Regions from separate parts of the Gossypium hirsutum genome. Here region 1 is linked to region 2. The links are chromatin contacts, called in public Hi-C maps. All regions are on one chromosome and are shown on one strand. Each heading gives the region's core, a stretch centred on a gene start, on an enhancer-like site or on the middle of the called end of the contact. The rest is flanking DNA. Distances are from core to core; before and after follow the strand shown. Region 1 holds the start of LOC107934237. Region 2 overlaps LOC107934236 (transportin MOS14).

Region 1 (5,664 bases), core at 226-2,725, 83 kb before region 2:
AAAATTTAATCTTTATATTTTAATTTAACATAATTTAAAATTATACTTTTATAATTAATTTGTTCAAATAATTATTATTCTTAAATTAAAATTCTACATTGCTCTTAAAATTTCCTTTCTAACACAAATAAGTTGTGTCACAAATTCTCTTGTTTGACATGATTTGGAGTAATCTCTTATTGTAATCCAATAGTTTCTTGAGTATAAAAGAGGAGATTGTAATTTCAGGATATAAAGACATTTGAATTTAAACATTAAAATTATATGATTTTTTATCAAATAATTTAATTATATTTAGTATTTAATTTTAAACATTATATCAAATATATTTTATAATTTAATTTTTCAGCACTTATCAAATATAGTTTAAGTGTTGAAAAATAAATATAAAAAATTGAAATGCTTAATTTAAGTTATGAACTATTTAAAATTAAATACTGAATATAATTACATTGTTCAATAAAAAATAATATAATCTTGAATGAAATAAAAATAAAATAACAATTAAATTTATTATCTTAAGTGATAAGTAGGACTCTTTCAACCTATCATTTTTTTTTCACTTTTATATATATATATAAAAGATCTAATAGTTATGGTAAATCATCAAAACGTATCTAAAAAATTAAATTATAAAAATATTAATTTTTAGTGAATTGATTTTTTTTTCAATTACGGTCTAAGTGAAAATTTATTATGACAATCAAATAAATTTTGAAAATTTGAATGTTAAAAAATTTTCAAAATCTTTTTTTTTTATTTTCATCAAAAACAATCTAACTAAAGAAATTTTAAATATTAGATTTGAGACAATACTTGTAAAGTTACTATATCAATAAAACTTTTGAGTTATGATAAAAACAATAAACTCAATCTCTTACCTTATGTACTAGATATTTGTACATTAAAATATGCCCTAATTAGGAAAAAATTTAATATATTTTTTCAGTAATAACAACTTAAAAAAGACTTTCAACTTTTATCCTTTTCGTTTTCCTTTTTTCTAAATCATTCAAAACATAATTTAAAAAAAAAGAAAAAGAAAAAGTTTAGATTGACTGAAATGCATTATTCTCTTATTATGAGTTGAGAAAGATTATAAATAGTTCTATATATTATGTTAAAAAGAGTAATATAATCAGAATATATAATATTAAAATAAAAAAAACTAACAAAAAATAAACTAGTCTAGTATGAAGAGAACAATGACAAATTCAAGAGGCTAGCAAGGGCTACAATCTCTGAAATTTTTTTATATAGATTTGTTTATAATTTTTAAAATTTTAAATTAATAATGATAAAATTATATTTTGATCCTAAAAAATGACAAAATATCATATTATTTTTTTAAAAATAATAAAAAATACACAATTAAAATAATAAAATAACATACTTACTATAATAAAAATACACAATTTAACTCCAGATAAAAACAATTTCTCGATAAAGAGAAGGTTATCTAAATCTCTTAGTTGGCCCATTGGATTTCCTTTGTAGGGCACGGTTATTATTTACCTCTTACTAGAAGGGCAAGACGATTTGGCGCCCAACTCTCTTAAAAAATTTGGATTCCCGGCCATTTCCGTCCTGTTTTAAGTGAAAAATTTTATACTTTGGTCTCTCAAATCTGCTTCCCGCTACTACAAGGAAGCGGGAAACTGAAAACCAACTCTAAAGTTGAAAACGTCCGATAAAACATACCCCAAAAGGCTTCATTTGGTTGAGAATTTGAGAGAAGAAAAGAGAACTAGGCAAATGGCTGTTGTTTCAACTTCTGCTTCTCAAATTGAAGAGGCGAATCAAACAAATGGAAATGGAATTCGCGTCGGGCGAAGAATTTATGATTCTGAAAATGGAAAAACTTGCCACCAGGTTTTTTTTTTCTCTATTTTTCTTTTTATATTTCATTTCTAATTGACTCCATGGAGTTGTTTTTAATTATTTGTTTTTGGTTTAAGTGATATTTTATCCACTGGTAAATGTTGGTTTTATACTGCTTTTGGTTTTGTTTAGCTGATTAGGAAACACTCATGTTTCTAGTTTTTCCTCTTATATGGTATTTGATTATTCAGACTTGTTTTTGTCATTCGGCTTTTGTAACTTGAACTTGAGTGGTTGAGCCCTGGAATCGTATGTTTTGGACGTGTGCGTGCTTAATTTCTTTCAAGTTTTCTGGTGATGTTTGGAGGGTCAAACTTCGATATACTTATATTTGTTAGATATTTATATAGATTGATAAATCATGTATAATGAGGGATTGAGTTATATAGAAATGTTAGATTAAAATTGGTTTGGAATTTTCTTTTTTAAATTTACAATTCTCTACTTTTAGCTTTTAAATTTATTTTTCCCTGACGTCTTTTTTTGCCTTGGGATCAAATGCTGAAGTGCCGGCAAAAAACAATGGATTTCTTGGCTCCATGCAAGAACTTGAAAAAGGACAAGCAATGTAGGATTAAGTACTGTCATAAATGTCTATTGAACAGGTTGTTACTTCATTCTAACGTTTTACTTTTTGAACTATTTAATTGGATAAGGCTGTCAACTTACAAAGTTTTATTTTTGTTGGATTGATATTGGATAGATATGGAGAGAAGGCAGAAGAAGTTGCATTGTTAATTGATTGGAAATGTCCCAAGTGCAGAGACATTTGCAATTGTAGTTGCTGCATGTAAGAATATCACAATCGTAGTTGCTGATTGTAAGAATATCCCAATTGTAGTTGATGATTGTTGACCAAGTCTTAACTGGGACTGTATTTTTTTAGGAAGAAAAAGGGTCAAAATCCTACTGGCATACTAGTGCACATGGCCAAGAAAACTGGGTTCTCTTCTGTTCAAGAATTGCTTCAAGCTAAAGGACCTGAAAATTTTGGATATGAAAAGTTTATAAAAGATACAGGTGTTTTGTCAAACAAGCAAGCAAAGGTTTGGTTTCATTTTTCTTCCTGATGGTAATATGCTGTTGGTTTGTCACAGTTTTTGGGTGATGAATTTGTCTCTGATGTTTACAGGAGTTTATGGCCACTTCACCAAAGATGCTTGGGAAGGAAAATTCTTTTGATGGAGACTGTGATTCCAAAGTTGGTTCTGAGAATCTGACATTATTTCCTGACGAAAAGAAATCTAAGAAGATGAAACGTGAGGAATTGAAGGAATTGTGTAATGGTAATGGGGATCATGATCTTTCTTTGAACAAAACTGGTCTAAAAAAGCCTAAAACCTTGAAGGAATCTTCAAAGAAAACAGTGAAGGGAAATTATTGTCTGTCAGATGACAAAAACTTGAATAAAGAAGTGCAAATTGGTGATCATTCTGGTCTCAGCAAAGGACAAGAAGTTAAATGTGCAAAAAACAAGAAAGGAGATTTAAATGGAGCTAAAGCTTTGGAGGATATCTCTAAGAAAAGGGAGTCTGTGACTTCTGACGAGGAGTCTAGAAAAAAATTGAAGTCAAAACAAAAATCTGTGGCTGCAGAAAAGAATCTTAACAGGCAGGTTATTGAAACCAACACTGTATCTCCAGTTAAAAAGAAAAAGTGTGGTGTAAAAAGTGGGGATTCTGGTGGTTCAAATGGTTGCAAGAATGATAACAGCAGTGGCAAGCTCCAGTCAGTTATAAAGCCTTGCAGAGGCAAAAAACTTGACCTAGACGTTCAACTGCCTGAGGGCTCCAGCTTAATAACTGTTACTGGCATTGATTTACCTCCCAAAGATGTTGGTCATGCATTGCAGTTCCTAGAGTTTTGTGCAGCTTTTGGAGCGGTATGTAAGATAGTTTGGTATTATGTTTTTTTGGTTTATATATTTATGATAGAAACCTAACATTCAACCCTAGATGCATCATCTTAAATCTTAACTTTTTCAATAGTTGAATAACATAGAACTATTTGATTATAAAGACCTTGTTATGATGAAATTTCTTTCTGTAATTTGGATTTTGAGTCATGAATTCTGATTACTTAAGGATATTGTATTTATTGTTTTTCTGGTTGAATGTACTTGGTCAACAATTGATTGTTTTTGTTTCATCTGCCCAAGATTACTTAATTTAGTAATTATTTTTGGTTATTCTTTTGTTTGGTATGCCATAGGTTCTTGATATGAAGAAAGGGCAAGCAGAATCTGTAATCAGAGAAATAATACGTGGACGTGGTAGATGCCGATTACAGTACTCTCCAGTAGTCCAAATCCATGTACAATTGTTGTCTCTAATACAAAAAGATATGGGGAAGAAGTATAAATAAATGCCCTAACTGCTGATTTTTACCTTCTTTCTTAAAATTGAATTATAATTTTATGCTGTATTGGCTGTTCAGATTTCCACCCTTCAAAGCAAGTGACAATGGTTCATGGTTTAGAGCCCTTGGCCAATGTGTTTCTGAATCCCAATGTGCACTCAGAGAAGTTTCTTCTGATCTTTATGATGGAGGTGTGGATGCATATAATGTGCTAGACAGTTCTATAAAGCTTAAACTCTTAAACATTTTGTGTGATGAAGCCCTTTGCACAATGTAAGTAACAGGGATGAAAGCCAAGGCCTGATATTTATAGATTAGAACTCTTCTTTTTTTTTTTAAAAAAAATTACTTTAATAAATATCTATTGTACATTAGGATTCTTTTCTTTTCATTTCTTCTGTAAATTTTCAGAACATTGAGGAATTGGATTGACAAGCAAAATTCTGAGTTTGTTGATAGTGAGAAGGAAGCAAAAGAAAAGATTCTTGTTGCAAGGGATAAGGTAATGTGTGTAATTTTACTCTCTTTTTTCAAATTGGTAGTGATCTTAAGCATCCGCATGCAAACTGACTTTTTAACTTACTACAGGAAAAACAATTAAGGCAGAAAATGCAAGATGAGGTTGCCAAAGCTATTATTGAAAAAAGTGGTGCTTCTCTGTCAGTTTCTGAGCATGAGGTTCTTGTTAGACAAATAAAAAGAGAAGTAATTCAAGTGCATGAAGATGTGTGCCAGGCAATTCGTATGTTACCAAGGAGTATGTTCTCAATTTATTATTTCTATAGTTCAAGCAATTATTTGAAAAATGTGCATAAACTCATTTATGTTGCAAATTGACCATGCGATCCTCTTCTCCCACCCAACACAAACATGTTCTGAGATAGATGGGGAATATTTATTGTGTATTAAGGATAATGAACACATACCCTTTTCTGTTGCTTTTGGATATCAAATAATCACTAGTACCATTTTTGAAAAGCTAAGGAATCTCAGAAACAATTAGATAATAGCATTCTAAATTCTAATCATGCACTGGAATTTTCTGCTATAAACAAATAGAAATGTCATTTTCATCTTTCACTTTTACAAAGCTGAACTAGTTGGTATCATGCATTAAGACAAGTTTTTTTTGGGCTCAAGTTGAAGATGCTTGACGTTTGTATGTGTGATTTATTTGCTTCTATAATATGAAGCTGGTATGTTGGTAATTAAAAGTGAACCTGGATTATTCCATTTGTGATTCTTGCATTAAATTGCTTCTCAATACTTGTTTTGGCATGCATATACTTTGGTCTCTGAAGTCTGAACAGCTGACTTTCCATCGTAATTGTTGCAGAGACACAGAGATCTGATGCTGTTAGAACAGCACCTATTATATTGGATGTTAGTGGTCGTGCTTTCTGGAAATTGAGAGGGTATACCAGT
Region 2 (5,823 bases), core at 1,236-3,735:
GTATAATAAATTTTACATTAATTCAATATTGTATATCTTTATTTATTTACCACATTTTCCCAATGTAGCCATTTTATCACCTTTTTTTTACCAATTTGTAAATAATTTTTTTAAAAATGGATTCAAATATTATAATTTTACAATCCAACCAAAAACACTACATAAATATACTTAATTATATCATATGAACTTACCAGGAGCAAATAGCAAAAGCAGGAGTGTCAGAGACTAATATATAATTTTCCCTTTTCCTCAATTATCTACCAATTCTTGATTTATACAGTAAATTATTTCCAATTATCAGTTATAAATACCTTATAATAGCTTATATAATACATATAACATATTATTATCATTTTCACAATTTTTTTAAAATTTTTTGTTTTATTCAATTTAGTCCCTAAAACCAAAACTATTATATCTTTTACAATTAAGCTTCGATTTTCAATCCGATTTCATTTCCTTTTTTATGCAGCCCTCAACAATCAATATTTATAGAAATTTCACATCAAAATTAATATTATTTCATTTTAGTCCCTAAAGTCAAAATTAAAAAAAATTATTTTACAAATTGGTCCTATTTCATTTCTAAGCTTTAAAATCTACCATTAACATTCAAAAACTTCAAATAGCATCAATGAGAAACTTTTTAAACTTTTTCAATTTTAAAAACGAAAATGGAGGTACGAGTTAACCAAATTGAGTTACAACAGTTACAAAAATATAAAATTTACAAAAAAATGTGCTAGGTCTGAATTTACATGCAAGGGTCAAATGGTTTTGAATGTTCGAAGCTTTCTTCCTTTATTCAGAAATGGTGAAAACGGTGGAAAGGAGAAATGGAAAGATGATGACTTTTTTTTTTATGTTTTATTACCTTTAATTATTAGTAACATAATTTCAATTAAAAACATCCACTAACCTTCTAACCCTTTTAAAAGTGGTTTAATTGTGACTTATATCCTTACACATTCACTAATTAAACCATTTAACACTTAGAAATTAAACGTGATTAACTTTTTACGATTTAGTTTTTATACATTAGTTAACCCTTCAATCACTAAAATTTTCAGATCAAGATTAAAAATATCTATATAAAAACTCCATAAATATTTTAAATATTTACAATCTCAGTTTACGAAAATGAGATCCCTATACATTATTTTCCAAAATTACTAACTTTAGGGTCAAACTATTTGTACTATAGTTAACTGTCCAATTAACAAAATTATTAGAACAAAATTAAATATAACACTAATATTGACTCATAAGTACTAAATAATAATATTTACGGAGTCACTCGTTGAAATTGGGATCTCGAAACTATTGTTTCCGACACCACTAAAAGTCGGGTTATTACAACAACCAAGATGACAATAGAACCTTAGACTGCAATGGGTTGGTTGGCTAAGCAATAGGCCAGGCTTGCCGGCTTCAACTGTGAGTCCTTGAAAAGTCCATTTTATGGATAGCTTTAGCCATTAGAATATCCATTGAACTTCCTACATCCATTAATATCTTTTTGACTTGAAACGAAGAAATGGTGGCGAAAATCGCTAGGGGGGCATCTCCCTCTACATCAATGACCCGCTCATCATGCTCAGAAAACTTCAATTGCCATGGAGAAGGCCTGGGGTTTTTCACAGAGACTGCTATAGACATTATGCTTCTAAGATGTGCGTTCTGTTTGGAATTAGAGGTTACCCATTCTACATGCTTGCTTCCAACTAGTATATCAATTATGTCCCTAACAAGATGTTTACCCTTATCATCTCGACGTAGTCCGGATAGCCTTGCTTCTTCATCATAAGTCATGTTCAGTTGATATGGTTCCTAGGGCAGCTATTGTTTTAATTGCCCTTTTCGGATTGCCAATTCTATTATGTTCTTCAAATGTACAAAATGCTTTGTGTGGTGCTTAAGAGCATTGTAATATATATAGTGATGGTTTGAGTTATTGCGATCCTGGCTAGGTGTTAGCTGGGGTGGCATTTACAAAATACCTTGGTACTCGATCTGATCGAATATCTGGGCTAGAGAGCAGGTGAGTTCATGGTAAGTTCTATATTGATTGTAAGGTGCCCGGAACCTTTGATCTTAGCCAACCTTGTTCCCCTGGATGGGTCCTGAACAGTCAGAGGCATGGACATTATTAACCCTTTGTCGATCTCTCTGATTTGAAGGGTTGTATTGCCTATGCTCCATGTTGCCTACCCTAGAATGGGTCATTGGCTGCTGATAGCCTTGAGAACGTTGTGGAGGGGAACGACGCGGAGGATTAGACTGCTGGATGGTGGACACAAAAGAGTTGGCACGAGCTCTTTCTACTTCATCACCTTTCAAAAATTTGTGAACCATTTCATACAACGCGGATAAATTGCTCGGTTGATTCCCAATAATGATGTACCTCAAATGTTGGTGGGTGGCCCCGACAGCAAAGGAGTGGATGACCCCTTAATCTGTAACCCCCCATTGTTATCATAGTGGTTGCACTGAAACTACGAACATAATCTCGGAGGGATTCATTCACCCCTTGGCATATGGTCATCAGATAAGCGGGAGACTGTTGAAGTGTTTTGTTGGCCAGGAAGCAGCTCATTAATTGCCCATGTAATTGCTCGAAGGAGTGAATGGATCCTCAAGTACTGATAGGTACCACTGTCGAGCCGTTTGAGAGAGGGTCATGAAGAATGCTCTAGACATGATACTGTTAAAGGCCCTAAGAATTTTCATGTGATTGTTATAACGAGCTAAGTGGCCTTCTAGGTCTCTTGAGCCATTGAATATGAATTTCGGGAACATGAAAGAAGCTAAGATATGATTGGCTAATACCTCAGGAACGAGTGGCTCACTGGAATAGTTCCAAATGGATTCATCTACTTTGCCTCCATTTCCTATAGCATTTTTATATTGAATGCCTTGAGTCGCTCCACCGAGGAAGCGTTGTTGTTGCCTTGAGTATTCTGGGACACGACCGACTGGTTGCTATTTTCTGGTGGGTCATTCGGATTGTGACGTTCATGATCCATGTGGACTATGGATTGAGCTTCATTGCCCAAATGGGTAGGGTCGTCCCACCTGGGGACCTCTCGAGCTGCCCACAGCTTGTCAATCAACTGCTCATTTTAAAATTAAATTAGGACCAAATTGCTATTTGAACTAGAAATGAATTAGTTTTAATCTAACTAAGACTTAACTCAAATTATTATACACCAAATTAATTTAATTATATATCTAAACTATATCTAAATTATATCCAACAACCCAATGCAATCCTAAGATATCCTAAATTAATTAAAGGCATTCGATAAATCATTGAATTTGTTTTTCATTGAAAAGAAATTTTTAACATTTAATTTTTATGAGTTTGATAACCATCATAATTTTTTATTTAATTCAAAATTTTCAAAAAAAATAGTTGAATGAATTAAGTAAATAAATAACTATTTATCACTTAAAAGTTGAAAAGATTAAAAAAATTATATTCAAAATAAATTATCTTGTTAGTTTTGTTAGTAAAATATTCAAATTCTTATATTTAATTTCTATCCAAAATCTCTAAAATAATATAAATTATTACATCAATAACATTAAAATTATGAAATAAATAATTTTCGAAAATTAAGATTTATTATTATTAAACAACATTATATGTGGTACTTAATTTTATTAGGGTAAACTACATTTGTGATTGCCCAACTATCAATAAATTTCTTTTTGGTCATTCAACTATAAAAAGTTACAAAGTTATTGCCTTAGCTACCCAACTATTTCAAGTGTTTTCATTTTTACGTCTGTTAGTGATAAAAAAATATTCAAGAGTTATGTAACCATTCTATAACTCTTGATAGTTGGGTGATCAAGAAAGAAATTTATCAATAATTAAGCAACCACTTTGTAACTTTTTATAATTAGATAACAAAAAAATTCTAATAAGTGTATTTTACACTTTTTATTAACACAACAAATTTATAATATAAATTTAAAACCTATAAAATTTTGTATTAGAAAATGTTCAACACTTAACCTTTTAGTTTATCAAATAATACTCAACTTAATTTAATTAATTAGTTTATAACATTAATCCAAAACATATAATTAACTATCCTAGAGTAAATGTCAATCTAATAATAACTTATCTTTAAATTAATTCAGCAAACCGAGATTAATTAGATAATGAAAAATTGATCCCTCAATTTATAATGTTTCTTATTTCAGTATCTATATTTTTTGGTAAAAAATCAGGAAAATGAGAGAATCGTACAAGTCACCGAGCGGTCCAAGGCGATTTTCGAATGTCCGACTTTTTAATCATTGGATATAAGAATTGTTTCAGATCTAAAGCTGATTATAAAATGATTGGTTGTAAGGATACAATAATAATGCATGGCGAAGAAGATCGTTCTGGTGTACTTAACATGCAGAGAAACATGCAAATGCAGAAAAAAATCCGTCTTTCACCTTCTAACCATTACAAAACTAAACTTACAACACTGTATACCAACACCAAGGCCTTTTCACCCAAAATTAAAATAAATAATAATTGAAAGCCAGTGCATTCGAGACGACTGGGAGCACCCCATATCTCGAGCAGAAGAAGATACAACAGCCCATTCTCTCCCTATTGTGAAACAAATAAATGCCCAACACTCACCTCAAAGACAGTTGGAAAATTGACCAATGATGATAGATACAAAATCAAGAATGAACCAAAACAGCAAATAGCGGATCGAATTATTCATTCGGCTGCTAAAGCAAGATGAGGCCTCAGAAAAACAGCCCCCTCCACTACTATTTCTTTATTTCTTTCCACTATGGTACAGGTACCAGATTCAACTCAAGTGGCTTTAGTGCTCCTTGCACAATCTCTTGAACTGTTCGATTACGACGACAAACATCAGATAACTCTTCAACAGGGATCATCAGGACATTGACATCAGCTCCGGAGGCAGCATCTGACAAAGCTTGCAAAAATCTTATGCGTTCTACCTCCTTGACAGCAGCCAATGGGATCAATGAAACACTTTCCTTAGCCCACTCCAGAGCTTGCATCCCATATGCTCGAGTTAGTGCTAGAAGTGCATATGCTACCTGAAGTAGTGAAAGGCCCCCACAAAATTCATCGTGTAAGATACTACTTCAGGCAATAGAGGTTTAAACTTATTCTGCTAATTAATCATTTGAAGGTCAATGCGCATAAAATATGGAGAATACAACAAATGTAGTAGAAGCTACCGTCTCTAATCGAGAACTTGGGAGTGCTCCAGTTAGGGAAGCCACCAGGATTCTAGTAATGGTAGCTCCTCGCGGAATAATGACACTATCCCTTATGGATAAAAATTGTTCTCCCTTGCTAGACTTCGCAAGATCAAAGATATCAGACAAGAAGGTCAAGATGGAATTGGAGGCCTCTCTGCAAAAAAAATATAATTAGGCGATAGATTTCTAGAACATTTAATAATAAATCATTAATTACCTTCAATCATAATTAATGATAATTACATTTTGGGATATACCAATATAATCTTTCTTTTCTTTCTTTGAACATCTGAAAATCCTATTTATTATCCAATACCAGTTTTCTTCTTCTCTCTCTCTCTCTCTCTCAATATAGATGAATTATTATTCTATCCACTGGCGGCGGATTTTTTAACTTCTCAAGCAAGATTAAGAAACCACCAAGTGTCTATTTTGGTTATTTTTATCTTTTTTTTTTAAGTTCCCTTTCGGTTAATTTTTATCTTTCTAAATGTAATACAAGGGCACATGTCGGATTTGTAGAATTAAAAAACTTCTACTTACAAGTGTATAGGATACTGATCA

What was found. A called contact is a pair of places that touch in the nucleus more often than the background predicts.
Region 1: a Hi-C map of hypocotyl shows a contact between it and region 2, with 2.6 times the contacts expected there. The contact joins the promoter of LOC107934237 here to the enhancer-like site in region 2. A contact is called at or near these places in 13 of 34 Hi-C or Micro-C datasets (callus, fibers, hypocotyl and 2 more).

The regions. Positions count from the first base shown.
Region 1 is chrA07:10,221,826-10,227,489 of Gossypium_hirsutum_v2.1, reverse strand. It overlaps LOC107934237, which reads left to right and starts at 1,475. Exons shown (of 12, transcript XM_041117541.1): 1 at 1,475-1,872; 2 at 2,389-2,486; 3 at 2,585-2,671; 4 at 2,768-2,927; 5 at 3,014-3,763; 6 at 4,093-4,235; 7 at 4,318-4,512; 8 at 4,651-4,741; 9 at 4,828-4,996; 10 at 5,576-5,664. The coding sequence starts at 1,756.
Region 2 is chrA07:10,139,728-10,145,550 of Gossypium_hirsutum_v2.1, reverse strand. It overlaps LOC107934236 (transportin MOS14), which reads right to left. Exons shown (of 27, transcript XM_016866612.2): 26 at 5,236-5,413; 27 at 4,438-5,091. The coding sequence ends at 4,813. Among protein-coding and RNA genes, the nearest start is that of LOC107934236, 20 kb to the right of the region's middle. Within about 2 kb of position 2,485, at least 7 of the 9 cell types and tissues checked have an H3K27ac peak or open chromatin away from gene starts, as enhancers often do. A contact at or near this core is called in fibers, hypocotyl and leaf, where this site is marked.